2 separate regions of the Anser cygnoides genome follow, and region 1 is linked to region 2. A link is a contact called in public Hi-C data. All regions are on one chromosome and are shown on one strand. The core of a region is the stretch at or near the end of the contact, and the rest is flanking DNA. Distances in the headings are between cores, read along the strand shown. Region 1 holds the start of TUT7 (terminal uridylyl transferase 7). Region 2 holds the start of LOC106045365 (fructose-1,6-bisphosphatase 1).

The links. A called contact is a pair of places that touch in the nucleus more often than the background predicts.
Region 1: a Hi-C map of liver shows a contact between it and region 2, with 2.4 times the contacts expected there. The contact joins the promoter of TUT7 here to the promoter of LOC106045365 in region 2.

Annotation. Positions count from the first base shown.
Region 1 is chrZ:42,228,713-42,232,514 of Taihu_goose_T2T_genome, forward strand. It overlaps TUT7 (terminal uridylyl transferase 7), which reads left to right and starts at 2,314. Exons shown (of 29, transcript XM_048080525.2): 1 at 2,314-2,465.
Region 2 is chrZ:41,637,413-41,641,877 of Taihu_goose_T2T_genome, forward strand. It overlaps LOC106045365 (fructose-1,6-bisphosphatase 1), which reads left to right and starts at 2,791. Exons shown (of 7, transcript XM_013195791.3): 1 at 2,791-3,022. The coding sequence starts at 2,853.

The DNA of each region.
Region 1 (3,802 bases), core at 1,064-3,563, 590 kb after region 2:
ACCCAACTGCCATGATTTTTCAAATACGATGGAGAGTGGCTTGGCGACTACATCAGCCAACTCCCTCAGGACCCTTTGATGCATGTCATCAGGGCCCATAGACTTGCAGTTGTTAAGTGGCAACAGGATGTCCCGAACTTGCTCTTCACTTACAGTGGGAGGGACTCCGCTCCCCCAACCCCCACCTAGAGGTTCAGGAACAAAAGATGTGGGAAGCCTGACCATCAGTGAAGACCACGGAAGAGAAGTTACGTACCTCTGCCTTCTCCTCATCAGTCATTAACTCTTCTCCATCTTCATTTGTCAAGAGGCGCTACACTCTCCCTAGTCATTTGCAGCCAACGTACCTGTAGAACCCCTTATTATTATTCTTTGCATCCCTTGCCAAATTTAGTTCTGTCAGTGCCTTGGTTTTCCTGATCCCATCCCTGCACAACAGCACAGCATTTCTGTACTCTTCCCAGGGCACATGGCCCTGTTTACACCATTTCCATCATGTGTGCATTTCCTTCTTTTGCCCAAGTTTGACCAGAAGATCCTTATTTGTCTGGCAATCATAGAAAATGGTAGGATTTGAACATGCAATTATCTGTCTAATGGAAATCTAAAACAGAATTTGTGAATTTTATAAGAACTTCAGGAATCTGAGTTTCATAAAAAAAAAAAAACAAAACAGGAATTTGAGGCAATCCTGCATGGGTGCGCTAGTGACAAGCTCCCACATGACCAAGCACTGTTTGATCCACCGTAGTCAATATGACATTAAATATGCTGAGATTGCAGACACAAACAATTTTATGGAAGGAGGCAGGGCAAGGCTTAGAAATGTTTCTGTGTTTGGCATACCTGCCACATTTGCTTACAGCAATGGTTTTGTTATTTAAGCTATGCTAGTATGCTAGGTCCTCTCCAGAGAGTATCTCACCGGAAGAATTTTCTTATTTTGAAGGGGCCATAGTAGAAGACAAAAATAACTTCCAAGTTCTGTAGCTGGCACCAGAAATGGGTTGCAAAGCACTGAGCTGTACAGCTATAAGGCTATAATGTCATATTTTTGGACGCTACCATCCTTAATTTTGATAGTACTCTACTATTAAACTACTTTAAAATGTGTACGTATGGACATATTTTGCAAGGGAAAACTGGATTGGAACGGGAAGGTGAATTATTACGAGGACTACTAGGGTGGGATAAGAGCATCTCTGTTCCTTTAATATGGATGCAAAACAGCAGTAGGAAGAGATCCTCTTAAGTTATTAGAGAATAAAGGGGGCATGCAGAAACAGCAGGAAGCAGTAAGATGAAGAGTCTGAGCAAGCACAAGCAATATGCACAAAACAAACAAGTCACTTTATTCAGCGAGACGGTGATATAAAGCAAGTGCCAGTTTTTCTTCCACAGGAAAGCAGGTATACGGCCTCTTCCCCACCTATCCCAGGTGTAAGCAGAAGGACTGCTTGCCATTTCTCTTCTCCTTTTTAAGGTAAACCATTTAGATACCAGTAGGAAAGCCGCACCATACCAGCTTTTTTCCCCACTTCCTGTAATTTGTTTTTATTTTTCATGAGTAATTTGTTTTGCATGTCAGATATTTTTGCCGGGGTGGCTAGTCTGATGAGGCATACAGATTATATGGGATTGGATTTGGTTCCCAGTGGTGTGGAAATGCCCCCGCTACACGTGTGAACAGCACTGTACACAGTGGCTGTTCTTCAATAGCCACCGTGATTGTTCATGCCAACGCATTTACTCTTCTATTACCAGGACCAAGGCACAGCAAAAACAATCTTCTGAGATTAGCAGGGCTCCCAGCTGGCAAGGCGGGCTGTGACACCGTGTGTTTGCAATCTGGAGCCTGTTTGGTGACCTACATTTGAAAGCCGCGATCCCCGTGCTGCAGCTGGTAGCAAGCTGCTCTAGTCACAGCCGCAGAGGAGCGTGCTGGAGTGTTTGCATTGCTAGATGTTTTGGAGAGCTGTGCGGGTTACATTTAAATTTAACCTACAAATGAAGCTCTCGCGCGTTTAGTAAGCGTGTCGTTCAAAATCGATGCAGCCCAGCTTCCACGGGCACCAGCTTGTACACCTATAAACCAAGGAGGAACAACCACCGTGTAAGCAGGGCGCTCACACGAGCCGGGCGATGCCATTCCTGCTCCCCTCACCAACACCAAGCCCGGCTCAGCCACCACCGCACCGCGACCCCCCCCCGCTCAGGGCGGCGACAAGCGGCCGGGCCCCGTAATGGCGGACAGCCCGCCCCGCCCCGACACGGCACGGCACGGCCGCGAGCAGCGCTCCCCGGCGGCGGGACCGGCACCGCCACCGGCCCCGTGCCCGTGCTGGGCGGGAGGCGGGGCCGTGCTGCCGGAAGGGCCGCGCGGACGGCGGCGGTGAGGGACCGGCGGCTCTTCCGCCGCGACGTAATGGCGGGCCGGCCGTAGGGGTCGGGCTGGCCGGCGGCGGGTGAGTGCGCTTCGCTTCTCTCCGTGGGCGCTGACCGGGGACGGAACGGGACGGGACGGGACGGGGCCCCTCCGCCGCGGGCTGCCGGGTTGCGGCCGTTGAGCCGCTCCGGGTCGGGCCGGCTGCGCCCCGCGCCGGTGCCGGGGGCGGAGGGAGGAGGAGGAGGAGGAGGTGGAGGTGGTGGTGGCGGTGGTGGCGGTGGTGGTGACCCCCCGCCGGTAACCGGCCCGGCCGCCTTCCTCCCCGCTGCCCCCCTCGGGGACGCGGCTCCTGGCGGCGCCGGGCGTGCCTCGTCGCCGGCCTGCTGCCTGGGCGTGGGTTTGCACCCCGGGATGACTCCGGGGTGAGCCGTTCGTAGGTCACCGGAGCACAGGTTCGGCGGACGTGTCTTTCGTGAAACAGGTAGCAAGTTCGCTTTGTGCGAGCTGGACTTTGTGGTTTGTTTTTTTTTTTCTTTTTCGTTTTTGCTCCTGGCTAGAATGGCTGCATCTCCCTGATAACGCACAGCAGACTGTGAGTTCAGCCCCCTTAGGACAGGTGTACAGCTTATTTTGTCAACACATGTGAGAGCAAAGTTCTTCTGCGTACAAGCCATATAAACTCTAAAAGCTTCAAGCCTGTAGAAAGCAGACACTGATGTGCCTGAGGGCGCCTTTGGGGCCTGCAGAATTTAAAAAAAAAAGAAAAAAAGTCAAGAACATCAAGCACTATACTTCCATATTAAAGACAACAGAAGTATGTTTCCTACTTAAGTGCTTCCCTAGCTTTCTCTGCACCTTAACCTCATATATCTTTTTTCGAAATTTTTTCTTGTTTGGTTCTATGTGGCAGTAGTTAAACAACCGAATATTCAGTGTAGTTGTAAGCACTGCTTCGTGTGTTTGACTGATCTCTTCCAGGTAGTGCCCACTTTCACAGCCCATGCAGGTTTAAACTATTGACTATTTAAAAACTAAAACTATTTAAACTATTGCTTGAGTTGCAGCTCTCTGTAAGTATTTTACAGTAAGAATGCAGACATGACCAAGTCTGGAGAGCTAACTGGTAACGCAGGTTATTTTTTTAGATAATACCACATTACTATGAAATAAGTATACTTAGTACCCAGTAACGTGAAATCTCTGAATGGCCAGCTAGCTAAAAAGTGCAAAGTGCATTGGGCAGTGCAGGATTGGCTCTTAATCATCATGTGATCTTTGCCTCGCAGGCAGGTAGCAGGAGTTAAGCAACACCTCTGATCACAATTTTCATCCTTAACAAGGCGAATAGTATCGACAACAGGGGAAGGGGAATATTTGTTGGTGTAAACTGGCCATTGGGGCATCCTCTTTGTTGCC
Region 2 (4,465 bases), core at 1,541-4,040:
TTCCACAAGAGGGCAGTATACAAGCACAGTACAGGAAAATGCCTTATCAGAGGATTTAAATTAATCCCTACTTTCTAGTTCAATTGGCAAAGTAATTTAATACGTAATAACAAATTAATCCCATTTTACAGCTACTATACCAGATATTAATGTTTAGCTAATTTGTATGCTTAATTACATCCCTTTGAATTTTATGCTTTCTGGTATATTTCACCTGTGTTTGGAGTTGGGATGTGTTTTGTTATCACAGTCAAAAATAAATATCCTGGCCCAGCATGCCCAATTCACATAGGAGAAACAAAGAACTGTCTGAAGCTAAAAAGATGAAAGATTGATTGCCTAAACAAAAATCCACCTGAGAATTTCCCGCATGGTACACTTCCCTGCCTGAAGTTCCACATATGCTACTACAATTCCTCCTGATCCATCTCCTGCAGTAAATGATGGGCAGCCTTTGTAATCCCCTTCATTCTGCTCCAGTCCCAAACATCATGGCATAGCAAGGCAGAGAGTAGCTGGACTGATACTGTCTTGTGAGTGACTGCTGTGTGACTTTTTGGATCTGACCCTCAGTCCACCCAGCCGGCAAGAAACTTCTGCAGCTGCAATACTTTCGCACAGAGAGAATTTTTCTCAGCAAAAGTGGGATCTAAGACTACCCTTTCCATGTTGACACTCTGACTTCAGGGAAAAAAAAAAAAGAAGGCTTTGTGAAAGGGTTTTACTCCCATAGTCCTTTTGTCTGTCCTTTGAAACTACAAGAGGTGGCAAACTTCACCATAAAATACCTGGGAATTATTCATCAACATGTATCTTATTTTCAATGTAGCAATTTGCTTCAAAAAAGTTGTGGTTTTGGATGCTTACAGTTCTAAGTCAGCTGTGAACCATGGCTGGTTGAACGTCATCTGTTCGTAAACAAGACCATATTTTCTTCCATTCAGAATTAAGCTGTTTCAGCAATGTTTAATCTACCAGCGCTGACCTTTCTTCTCAAACGCCACAAATTCATTTTCAATAAATGTTTAACTACTGGTTTCTAAGGGGAAAAGTTCAAAACATGTAGAACCTACTTTTAATCTTATACTGGCTTTATAGATACCACATAGCGTGGTTGCTGTAGGATTGCCTATGTGTTTAGGAAGTTAAAAGATTTGTTCTGCAGTCCAAGGGTCTTTTGACACTTGTGTTGTCTCATTTATAATTTTGCTCCTGTTATCTTTCTGCATTGTCTTAAGATATGTGAAAATACTGACAAAGGGGCAAAAATTAAGCCCCTAGTATAACATTGGCTAAGCTAGTGGTGTTTTCTTTTAACAAACACAGGTTTGGGAATTGATCGGAATCATCTCAGGATATACCTATACCATAGTCTCTGGCTAATATAGACAAACTTAGCCGGATATCTTGACTGGATAGCTGATTCTCACAGCAGGGAACTCTCTGTGGGTTGCAGATTCTGCCTGAAAATTTGTGTGAAAAGCAGTTTATAGCATTAAGCTTTATGTTCTCTTCATTTGTCTACCCTTGACAATTTTGATCTCAATTATTTAATGTGAAGTCAGCTTTCAACATGATAGTAGAATCCCCAGAATTGCCAATGTCTGGGCGTATTTTAAGGCCATGGGTATGAAAATGGGTTAATCTACTGTAAACAAAGTTGCCTTCAGTTCAGAAGATTATGAACATGATATAACTGCTAAAAATAATTAAGCTACCTGCCCACAGTGGAAAACGCACATCTGGATAGACCAGTGTGAAACCAGCACCCTTTCAAACGACTGCTCTTTCAATTCACGGATTGTTTGTTTCTACCTGAACCTGATGGTAGGAACAGAGGAGCAAAACACTTTCCCCAGTCACCTCTACATCACCAAAAAAGCACGCGTTTCTGTTCAGGACTTGAGGACAGTGCATAGCCCTGCAAGTGAGATGAAAGAGCTTAGTCCTCAGTCATGCATACTAAACTTTGGATTGCAAGTGTTTTGATATGATCTTGACTTTTTTTATACACAAATGTATAACTCTTCCTACAGATTATTGATGTATTTATTAGGGTCTTCACAATTAAGGTAAACTGCAATAAATCAGCAGTTCTGAGTTTTGTTTCCTGAAGTCATATATTTCCACGTTGTTTTAGCCTACTTATTTCTAACTAGGTTAAGTCCACTCATCTCAAATTTTATGGGATGCTCACTATTAATTGGTCTCAACTATTTGGACAGATGTAGCTGTGTAATGTAGTTGTAAAGCATTAAACCCTTAAAGAAAAAGCTAATATCAATGCTTTATCAATTTTACAAAATCCACGTGAAATGTGAAGTACTGAACCATCCCTTTTAGAAGAGCATTTCAGCTACTAACACCTAAGGCTGTCTGGAGTGTCTGTAACGCCAGGCATGGGTTAATTGGGCCAAAGCTGTGCACACCTACAGGAGAAGGCATTTATGCACACCTTTGATGTTGGCGAGGCACAGATACGGAACGTGCTTTGGAAGACAGCACACGTGTATATTGAGAGGTGCACATCTTTATCATTTCAGGCTGTGTTTATCCAACTGTTGCACTGCGTTTGTCAGCCGCCTGGAATTATTTCAGCCCGTGGCTTCGGCTTTATCATTTAAGGCTGTGCTTATCCAACTGGGTGCATTCCAACTACCCCCCAAAAAAAGCAGATCGCGTGCCTGAGAGAGTTGTGGCTATACAAGGGGGTGGGGGCGGGGGCTGGGGCGGAGATGGGCGGGGGCATGTGAAGGCTCCACCCCCCCTCCCCGCCCCCCCCCCCGCCCCCCGGCCGGTGCTGGTGCTGCGGGCGGCGGGGGGAGCGGCGGCAGTGCTGCGGTGCTGGCAGGATGACGGACCGCTCGGCCTTCGACACCAATGTCATCACCATGACCCGCTTCGTGATGGAGGAGGGCAGGCGGGCGAAGGGCACCGGGGAGTTCACGCAGCTCCTCAACTCCCTCTGCACCGCCATCAAGGCCATCTCCACCGCCGTGCGCAAGGCGGGCATCGCCAACCTGTGAGTGCGCCGTCCCCGTCCCCATGTCCATCCCCATCCCCATGTCCATCCCTGTCCCTGTGTGTATCCTCATCCCCCTGCCCCTCCCCATGTCCATCCCCATCCACATTCCTATCCCATCCCCATCGCCATGTCCATATCCATCCCCGTCCCCATCCCCATCCTGATGTTCATGTCCATCCCTGTCCACATCCCTATCCCCATCCTGTCCCCATCCCCATCCCCATCCTTATCCCCATGTTCATCCCCATTCCCATCCCCATTCCCATCCCCATCCCCATCCCCATCCCCATCCCTGTGCCCATCAGCAGCAGCCCAGGAGGTCCTTGGAAATAGTTTGAGATGCCCCTTGTCCTGCCACTCGTCCCTCCTCTCCTCTCCTCCCCAGAGCTGTTGCTGTAGCGCCGTGGGCTTGGGCTTCTCCCCAGAGGAGCGTGTTGTGTTGTGCTGCTCCTTCACCCACAGGGCACGCAGCCTTTGGCAGGTGATGGGCTTGCATGCAGACCCCCGTCAGGCTGGATGCTTTGAGCCAGCAGACAAAGGAGCAGGCTGAAAGATGAAGCCTGCCAAAATATGGCTGGGTTACTGTTCTCAGTACTCAACTGCTCAAAATCAAAGCACCACTTTGTGCTATGAGGTGTTTAATCAAATTCAGTGTTGTAGTTTTTTTTTTTTTTCTTTTTCTCTTTGTTGCACCATAGCAATGTCAGTTTTTAGCAAGAGCCTCCATCAGGAACAGCAGTGTCTGCAGTCAGCCAGTCAGCGCTGACATCCAGGGGCATGGACTGGAGGAGAATCAGGAGGAAATTAGAGCTCTCAAAATGTTAAAAACAAAACTATTTGTTAATAACTACTTCCCCTAGGTATTTTACATATCATTGGTATGCCAAACTGTATGCTGATCAGGGGTTTAGACGTGAGCTGCCTCATTACCTAATGAAAAATGTGGTAGAGAGAAAATGAATTTGCATCTACGTACCATGTAGTGGAAAATATATGAAGCAAAAGGCCCCTAGCAATACAAAGCAATTTTTATTGTAAAATGTGTTATTAGCATCAGAGCTGAAAAACTTGAAGTTAATAAAATAGAAGCAACTGCAGGAGACAGTAAAAAAGTCCTGCTTTTTGTATATTTGAACTATTTTTCTCTGTTTTAACTTCAGATTTTAAACGGTTGGGATAGTTTTTTAATTGCTGTGTGCTAGCCCTTTCCCATGCCTCTTATGTCTATCAGAAGAGACCAGGTTTTCCCATCAGTGACCTGATTTGTCACACTCAAAGGTCCTGTTCCTGCTGCTTTGCTGAGCTGCACACATGTTCGATAACTGTGCCCATACCCTTGCCTTATGATCCCCCCAGGTGCAGGAAAGCATTTGAGCTGCTGTGGCAGAGATGGAGACAGACAGAGAGAGAATTATTCTGTGTCTTTTTCTTTGTCTCTTG